Linked DNA regions of Danio rerio: region 2 is linked to region 1. Evidence: chromatin contacts called from public HiChIP or PLAC-seq data. All regions are on one chromosome and are shown on one strand. The core of a region is the stretch at or near the end of the contact, and the rest is flanking DNA. Distances in the headings are between cores, read along the strand shown.

Region 1 (4,369 bases), core at 1,433-3,932:
ATCTGTTGCTTATCTTTTTAGCGGTACAAAACAGAAGCAATCATACCGTTTCAATCAACAAATTGGTCAGAAGGGCTGCTTTTTTTGGTTTGTGTTTCAAGTTTAACCTACAGTATGATCATAGTTTTAACTTTATGTATAAAATGTAGAAGAGAGCTCAGTTATGCAAATCCACGTAGTGCTACCCTCTTCGTCTGCCCCAGTTAATGATCTGCTGGGGTGACTTGCTAAGCAACAGCCTCGCTCATGTTAGCACGGTTAATGATACATCCTGTTAGGTCACTCAGCTGTAGCGATAACACTCTCCACTGTCACTTTAACAAGCCTCCATACACCTTCCTTGCTCTTGCAGCGTGTTCATGAGGCTAACTCGGGAGTAAATGTACTTCATTAAGTGGCTCAGAAATATTTAATCAAATGAAGCTTGTTCACACTCCTGGAGCACAAAAGGGAACGCCATTGATCAAGCTGTCGGTGCGGTAACCCCACTGTGATGACATTTCAGCAAGAGAGCATCCCTGCCACGACCACCAATGACTAGTGGTTGCAGAGGGCCTTCCCTACACTGTCCTCTCTCTCTCTCTCTCTCTCGCTCTCTGTGTGTGTACCCTTTAAGATAAGAGCAGGCACACAAAAGTGTCTAAGCATGTCATTTTAAATTATGTAAAGTAAACAAGGTTTTTAAAATATAAAGTGCTGATAGCAAACAAATAAAAGTCTGCACATTATAGCCAATCAGGAACAAATTTCAAGGCTGTGGGATCAATTTGTTAATTAAATATTCCAACATGTCTTTGGGATTGTGATTTGGTCGAAGGATGTGTCATTGTCAGCATTACAAATGAAGATAAGTGTCACTCCAGTTAGTGAAGTTCTAATGTTCATAAAATGCTATTGCTTTTTTATTACTCCCTGATACGGTAATACGAACATATATATGTTTGCAATACTGAAGCACTGTACTGACAGACATTAAAGACGAGATCTATTAATTTAATAGAGAACTGTACTTTAAAAAGTCAACTAAAAGTAGTATACAGTAATCAACAGCCTACATTATCCACACAAGAGATGATTACAGAACGAAAAAGATTGAAAGAGAGAAGAAACATGGAATGAATAGTGGTAATGGACAATAAGAGCCTCGGGCTAAGCTCTTTCTCTCCTCCTCTCCCTCATGTAACACAGCACTGTGCTGCTTTAGGGATTTATCTTTTAAGCCCAGTCATTAATTAGCAGTGAGAGCTGCTTGACAGGTATTACATTGTTACAAATTGGTTAATTACTGTGGTTTGTGACATGAGGCAAGGCAGTAAAGGCAGCCCTAGGATGTTTAGAGAGAGAGGAAACCACTTATTGATCCAAAGCTGAACTTTCAGTAGCCGAGGTAAAAAGCCTTCGGTTGTGATTGATGAGGCTGGTCTGTTTTCTTATGTGTGTGTATAAACACCTTCTGTCAACCCTAGTCTTAGTGCATCCAGAGTATATTATGTCAAAGGTTCGGTTTAGTAAGTGAATCTTGCTGAGAGTCTTACTGAGTTTGGCATGCACAAAGCATCTTATTGAATCTAGTTGGTAGTTTGTCTGACTAGTTGTTTTAGGAGCATGTCTACTAACAATGCTAAGACGCATTCTCAATGGATTCTTTAGGGTTCACCCATGTGGTAAAAAAAATCTGGACCAAGCACAGGGGTCACGACACTATTTGAATGTATAATATGTTCATGTGTAACTAGCCGACTCTCACATAGTTGCCCACTGAAGCTAAGCAGGGTCAGTACCTGGGCAGACGGTCAGCACGATCAGTATTTGGATATAAAGGAAAGCCACATGAAAAAGCTAGATTGCTGCCGGAAGTGACATTAGTAAAACCAGCAGGGGGTGCTCAACCTGCAGTCTGTGTGGGTCCTCACGCCCCAGTATTTCGGATGAGATCGAGAAGAGAATCAGAGAATTTTCCCACTGTCCATTATGGCCTCCTAACCATCCCCATATCACTCTTCGCCAATCGCCAAGTGGTGTGCGATCTGGCTGCCATCGCGTCATCCAGGTGGATGCTGCACACTGGTGATGGATGAGGAGATTCCCTTCAAAAAATGTGTAAAGTTCTTTGAGTGTCCAGAAAAGTGCTATATAAATGTAAGGATTTTAAATTATTATTAATGTGTTCTATCTAAGGTTGACAACAATGAAAATCTTTTTTTTTTCTGTTAGCCCTAACAAGAATTAACAAGACTAATTATTTGCATGATGTTTTTGGTGTTAATATCTAAGTGAACCACCTTCAAAGCATCAAGTTAAAAGAAATTAAAAAATATATTAAATATATAAATTAAAATACTTCAATATAGCTATAAAAATGTCTATTTTAACCATTCAGATCCAGTCCTAGTATGAGCAACAGGGTCTCAAAAAGAAAGCAGGAAAGAAAGATCGCTTTGATGCCTCCTTTCTCTGGAAGACTCGTCACTTTTCACACAAGGCCTTCCCTTGTCCCAGGCCGGCTCACATGCACACCCTCTTGTGAAAGCCCAGTCTGGGAGCTGTTAAAGGGAGCTGCAGGTTTATTTTTCCAACTGGCCAACTGTGACAGTTGCCTTTATTGTGCATTGTTGAGTCTGTGTGTGTGTGTTTGTGAAGGGGTTACAAATGGAGCCTACTCTCACCTTCCTGCCAGGGCAAAGGGTCAGGTCAGCTGCTATGACTCCCTTCTTTCTCTAGCTTTCTTCATCATCTGTTTTTCCCTGGTGTGGAATGTGGCCCCTCAGAAGGTAGAGACCGAGAACAATGGGTGATTGTGGGGCCTGCAGACGTGTGTCTGTGTGTGTGTGTTTTAGCACAGATATATGACCTCAGACACACAATTGCACACACATGAACTCATTAACAGACGTGCTCATTTGGACATTTGAACGCTTTAGGGGTTTAGTGCACTCAAACACACACACAATTTTTGATTGGTGGTAGTCTGGGGTAATACCGCAGTGCGACTACATCCTGTTGAGTGATTTAGTCTTCCCCTCCTGCCGTCTGCTCTGGGGCTGCTCGTATGTCAGAGCGTTCTCAGCTTTAGTTCGAGGTCGGAGGTCAGCTCATGCTAAATGTGTAGCGAAGGCTAGGTAAACATCAGGGTGATAGCACATCTCGGGAGGAGCACATCTGGGCACAATGCTTCCTGGACTAGCTCTTTGACCTGTGGCCTGTGTCCTTTAACCCTTGCAGGCACCCCGGACAGTCTGGCGGAGAAAGAGCGGCAGTTGATGGGGATGATCACGCAGCTCAGCAGTCTCCGAGAGCAGTTACTGGCTGCCCACGAGGAGCAGAAGAAACTGGCTGCTTCACAGATTGAAAAACAACGCCAGCAAATGGAGTTAGCAAAACAGCAACAGGACCAGGTCAGCAAATATTTACAATGTTCGTCATGCGCATGTCTCACTAGTTATATTCAGTTTTATCCAAACTTTTTCAAATGAAGCCAAATAACAATGACCAGAGGGCAATGTAGGCTGATTGTAAATATGCAATATAGGCATTAACCAAGCACAATGCAATAAAACACAAGGCTTGGTGAGTAATGTAGTCTCAATGGTCAAAAATTATTACCAACAATTGTTTTCTGATAGGTATGTAAGTACGTGTTCTGTAAGTATGCCACTTAGCAATGCATTTTACTGCTAAAAGAACAGAAAGAAAATTGATCTGAAACTTGTCTTAAAAGTAGCAGACATTTTTAAAATTGACCCCTGTGGTATGTCAGATTACAGAACACATACCAAAGTTGTCTGTGCATGTAATGCTGGTATTTAAAACATTACGGGGACCTTAAACATTATTATTATTATTTTAATTTTCCTCTTTTGGTCCCCATGAAGAGAATGGCTCATAAATAAACCAGAATTAATCATTATGAAAATGTAAATCTGTAGAATGTTTAAGGGAATGACAAACCAAACAATCTGTACAGTCTAAAAATCATTACGTCTAGGAAACCTGTGTGTTTGCATATATTTATGAAAGGTACAGTTTGTAAGATTCTCCACTTTGAACCAAATTCATAAAGAAACCTTCTGTTCTCTCCATCCCGCTTGTAAGTGTATGAGAAACATTTAGGTCCCCTCCAGCACACAAGCAGGAGACTAAAGGTGTTTGCATACAGAAGAGAGTGCTTGGGCTTTGTTGTGTGCATAGTTGCTTCTGGGGAGCTTAGTTTTACAAAAGAAAACAGATCTGTATTAACACATTTACTTACACACCCCTGTACACATACACATAAACATGCACAAGCGCACAACGCTCCAGGACTAGGCGCCACTCCTTAGCAAATATGTCTAAAATACAAAAACACACCCAAGAGTTTCAAACAGTGCAC
Region 2 (4,267 bases), core at 661-3,160, 190 kb before region 1:
TTACTTGTAATGCGTTACCCCTAACACTGCTCACAGGATGTTTTTCACCTCATGCATATTTTTTTGTCAAGTTTTTTTTTTTACTTGGTTGGAACATGCAATTGAGGCAAATTCTACACATTCGAAAACAACTTGTTGCATATTCTGTGTCCATATTCTGGCCCTGTTTCCACCTGTTACGTGTGTTTTCAGTCATCTGAACACAAGTGGTTAACAGAGAGGAATTACAGTTTCTACCTGATTTATAACGGCTTTCTTGTGACATCAAGAGCTTTCTTTCTTATTTTGTCATGCTCTACTACTGTCGCTGACAACTTTGCAACTGACTGGCACTATTTGACTTATAATGTTTGAACCCAAATGTGGCTTATGAGCGAGCAGGAAAACAAGTGAATGAAAAGGAAGTGAATTTGATTCCGATCATTGTGTGCTTTATGTAAAACACCGAGATATAGGAATACCTTGTTTTGGTGCGTTTTGTTCACAACACATCTCGTATAGATCATGCTAGGTCAGTTGGTGAACCGTAGGTAGTCTTTTCTGGCTGTTTGAACACATGAGTGTTTAACAATCCAATCAAATGAGTTTTTGACCACCTGTGGAAGAAGTTAAAAGTGGGCAAGTTCAAATGCTGTCGATCCTGTTTACATCTGTATTCCTACATTTGTTATGGGATTTGATGAAAATACAGTTTAATATCAGGTATAAACAGGACCTAATCTGACTTTTTTGCATTCATCTTTTTCTTTGTATTGTGTGCCTAACTATTGTAGTCAAGTCTTCTTTTTAATTTTTTTTCCCCCATTACACAGCATTAAAAACGCTTCTGTAGAGATTGCGTTTCCCCCCTAATTTTGCATTGTTAAATATATGTTGTAAAAGTGTTATACATGTATTTTAGTAATTATTCCCCGAAAAAAAATTCTCCTTTTTTTGTTCTGCATGAGAAAAAAATTCAAAAGAGTTTGGAACAACATGAGGGTGAGTAAAAGATGACACAGTTGGTTTTTTGGGTTAACTGTCCCTGTAAGGTGGGTTGACCCTCAGGAACAGAAGAACAGATCTGAATCCTTTTCGCCCACCACATCTCCTCTGTTGCCCGTTTGAACTGTGTGTTGATCACAGGACAGGAAACGGTAAACAAATTCTTCAACATGTGGCAGCCTGCTAGAGCATACTTTTCCATTTCTATCTCCCTCTCTTCATCGCGAGTGAAAAGCTTGCACTTCCTCCCACCTCCCTTACTTATACTCTCTCTCTCTCTCTCTCTCTCTCTCTCCCTCTCTCCCTCTTTCTCTCTCTCTCTCTCTTCCCCTCTCTCCAAAAAGCCAGCAGGAAGATAGTGCTAGCAGATCTTGGACTACACTGAATAGCATTTGCCAAGACATATGAATTATAAGGCTAATGGGCTTAAAAGGCTTGTCTTAACATTGTCTCTACTTAACCATGCAGAAGCTGGCTTACAGAATGGCAGAAATAGATTGGGAACCGAAATACCCCAATTTTGAGGTCAGGATTAGAATGGATGAAAGACACTAAGTTTCTTTACGAAACCATAAAATATTCAATTGTTGGCAAATTGAGAGAAATCTCTCCCCACTGCTCTATTCTTGCGAGTCGCCTGCCAAGCGTATTGTGATTGTGTTTTGACATACAACTGATGCGATTCTTCTCATACCCACAGAATCTGGGACAGGTCGTCATTATCAGGAGGGGTGTGGGGGGGGAGATGTAGTGAGAACAAAGTAACTGAGTTTCTGGGCTCGGATTGTGCAGGCAGCCCAGCGGTGAAACTCTGGCCATGTGTTCGGGCCGTCGCTCTGGTGGCTTTGGGCCGGACGTCCGCACAGCTGTGTGTGACCCGTGATGCTTGTGCTCCCTGCCCCAGTTCGGGACACATCCAGGGCTCCGATTGGATGCTTGTGCATCTGTGCCTTGTGCTTATTGGTTCTTAGAGCTTACTGAACTCTTTCTACTAGTGGGGTCCAGTGTTTGAGTTTAGTTGGATGGGATCTGAGGATCATTCCTGGCAGTTCCAGTTCTGTGGCAGGTCAGCGGCTTGCCCCCACCCGCCCCCCTCCCCTGCCCTCTCTCAGCCCTTCTGAATAAATGAGCTATTCTGGGACATGCAAATATCCAGAAAACTGGAAAAGTCTGTGGAATATGTTCAGGGAATGAATGAAGAGTTTGGGTCTGTTTCATTAACCTTGTGTGCGGACGGATTTGCGTATTAACCTTGCACAGACTTTTTAATGCAGAAATCATGATTCATCTGTAAGTTGAACTCGGATTTTTCTTTCTTAATTTTGAATATGCCGTGGGCCACAATGTGTTGTGTTTTTCAATAGTTCTTATGCTTACCAAGGCTGCAGTACTTGATCCAAAATACAGTCATTTTGTGAAATATGTTTATGATTTAAAAATAAAAGTAACTTTTGTTGAGTTTAATATAATATTAAATAAATACACATTAATTCATTAAAACATCTTGTGTGGGTCACGCTGTGTCACTTGACCACTTTTTCTTCTGAAACAAAATTAACGTTTTGTTTCTTTCACTGGAGAACACTTTCAAGTTGTTAAAAAGTAATAATAGATTAATAGACTCCTGGTCACCTTAGAAACGTAGAATGTGTTAAACTACATTTTTTTGCTTGTATATATATATTTATAGAAACCTGAATAGGTAAGTGACCTTACAATAAGTCTCACTAATTTTTAGTCACAGAATTGATGTGCGTTTTTAGTGCATGTTTTTAATGCTAAAAAAAAGTGTGAAGATGTTTTTTCCTGCCCACATACTGTAAATACACTTTAAAACAATTATCAGTTATTAATGAATGACACCTGTTTTCTCTGCTACTGTGATGTGTTATGTCTATGAAATAATTGTGCGTAATTTTTCAGACCCCACTCTATATAGGTGTCTTTAACTACTTAAATATACTAAAACTGTTTGGAAAAAATAAATAATGTTAAAGTTGCATTGAATAGCAAGATTTTTGCTGCTATTGAGGTAGGATACAGTTAAAGTAGGGACAATTTGAGTGGTATGAGAATGTGGGTTAAAGGGATAGTTTGCGCTTTTTGTTAACTTGATCATCTTCATTCTTTGAAGGACACTTTTTTTTTCTATAGTAGAACATTAAATTGTTCATTTTTATTGCTGAAGCTGTGACATCTGATGATTCATAAAATACATATCAATTTTTTTTTCTTGTGCTGCAAACTATATATAAAAGGAAGACTATTTGTGTGTGTGATCTCAGTCTTCTCACAGATTCCCAATGTTTAATATACACTCCAGACTGTCATGAACACACGTAGGACTACTTGCAGAGTCTGTAGGTTAAAGATTATAGTGTTTTATATGATGTTAAAGTGATAATTCACACACACACAAAAAATTCACCCTTTAGTTTACTCAACCTTAAGTGGTTTTAATCATTTGTAAGTTCCTCTCTTTATTCCAGTGATTACTAAAGAAGATATTTTGAAAATAGTTGAAAACTTGTTACCACTGAATTCCACAGAAGGAAAAACATGTATATTTATAGAAGTCGGTTGTTACTTTGTGTTCTACAGAAGAAATTAAATTAAACAGGTTTGGAACAAGTGAAGGGTGAGTAAATTGCAGAATTTTCAGTTTTGGGTGAAAAATCCTTTTAAATTTCTTGCACAGATCAACCATTTTCTGTTTAACGGAGAGTAGATTTTATCACAATTCTAAGCGTGATAGTGTTTTAATAACTAATTTCTAGTAACTGATTTATTTTATCTCTGCCATGATGACAGTAAATAATATTTTACTAGATATTTTTCTAGGTTAATTAGGTTAACTAGTCACGTTAGGGTAATTAGGGAAGTTATTGTATAACGATGGTTTGTTCTGTAGACAATAGAAAAATATATTGCTTAAAGGGCCTAATAATTTTACCTTAAAATGTTTTTTTAAAAATTAAAAATTTTATTTTAAAATTAAAAAAAAAATATATATATATATGTTTCAGCTTTAAAAAAAATCATCAAACTGATAATGAAAAAAGTCACCTATCTTAGCCTAAGTGTGGTTAAATTAACCAAAAATTTAAATCATTTAGTGAACTATCCCGATTGGTGAATTTTCCTTTTAAATAAAGCTGTATTTAAAATTATATTAACAATAATTCATTCTGGGTGACCCGGTGGCGCACGATCGCCTCACAGCAAAAAAGCCACAGTCCAAAGACATGTGGTATAGGTGAATTGGTTAAGCTAAAATTGTCTG

The links. HiChIP or PLAC-seq counts read pairs in DNA pulled down with a chosen protein or histone mark.
Region 2: an H3K4me3 HiChIP or PLAC-seq map of embryo shows a contact between it and region 1, with 5 times the contacts expected there. The contact joins two enhancer-like sites. A contact is called at or near these places in 2 of 18 Hi-C or Micro-C datasets (caudal fin and hematopoietic stem cells) and 1 of 4 datasets of contacts at active chromatin or transcription factors (embryo).

Annotation. Positions count from the first base shown.
Region 1 is chr4:17,604,709-17,609,077 of GRCz12tu, reverse strand. It overlaps sox5 (SRY-box transcription factor 5), which reads left to right. Exons shown (of 15, transcript NM_001033585.1): 5 at 3,223-3,395. Among named protein-coding and RNA genes, the nearest start is that of sox5, 37 kb to the left of the region's middle. Within about 2 kb of position 2,682, at least 22 of the 62 cell types and tissues checked have an H3K27ac peak or open chromatin away from gene starts, as enhancers often do.
Region 2 is chr4:17,796,749-17,801,015 of GRCz12tu, reverse strand. It overlaps a transcript of sox5 not described here. Among named protein-coding and RNA genes, the nearest start is that of dnai7, 34 kb to the left of the region's middle. Within about 2 kb of position 1,910, at least 5 of the 62 cell types and tissues checked have an H3K27ac peak or open chromatin away from gene starts, as enhancers often do.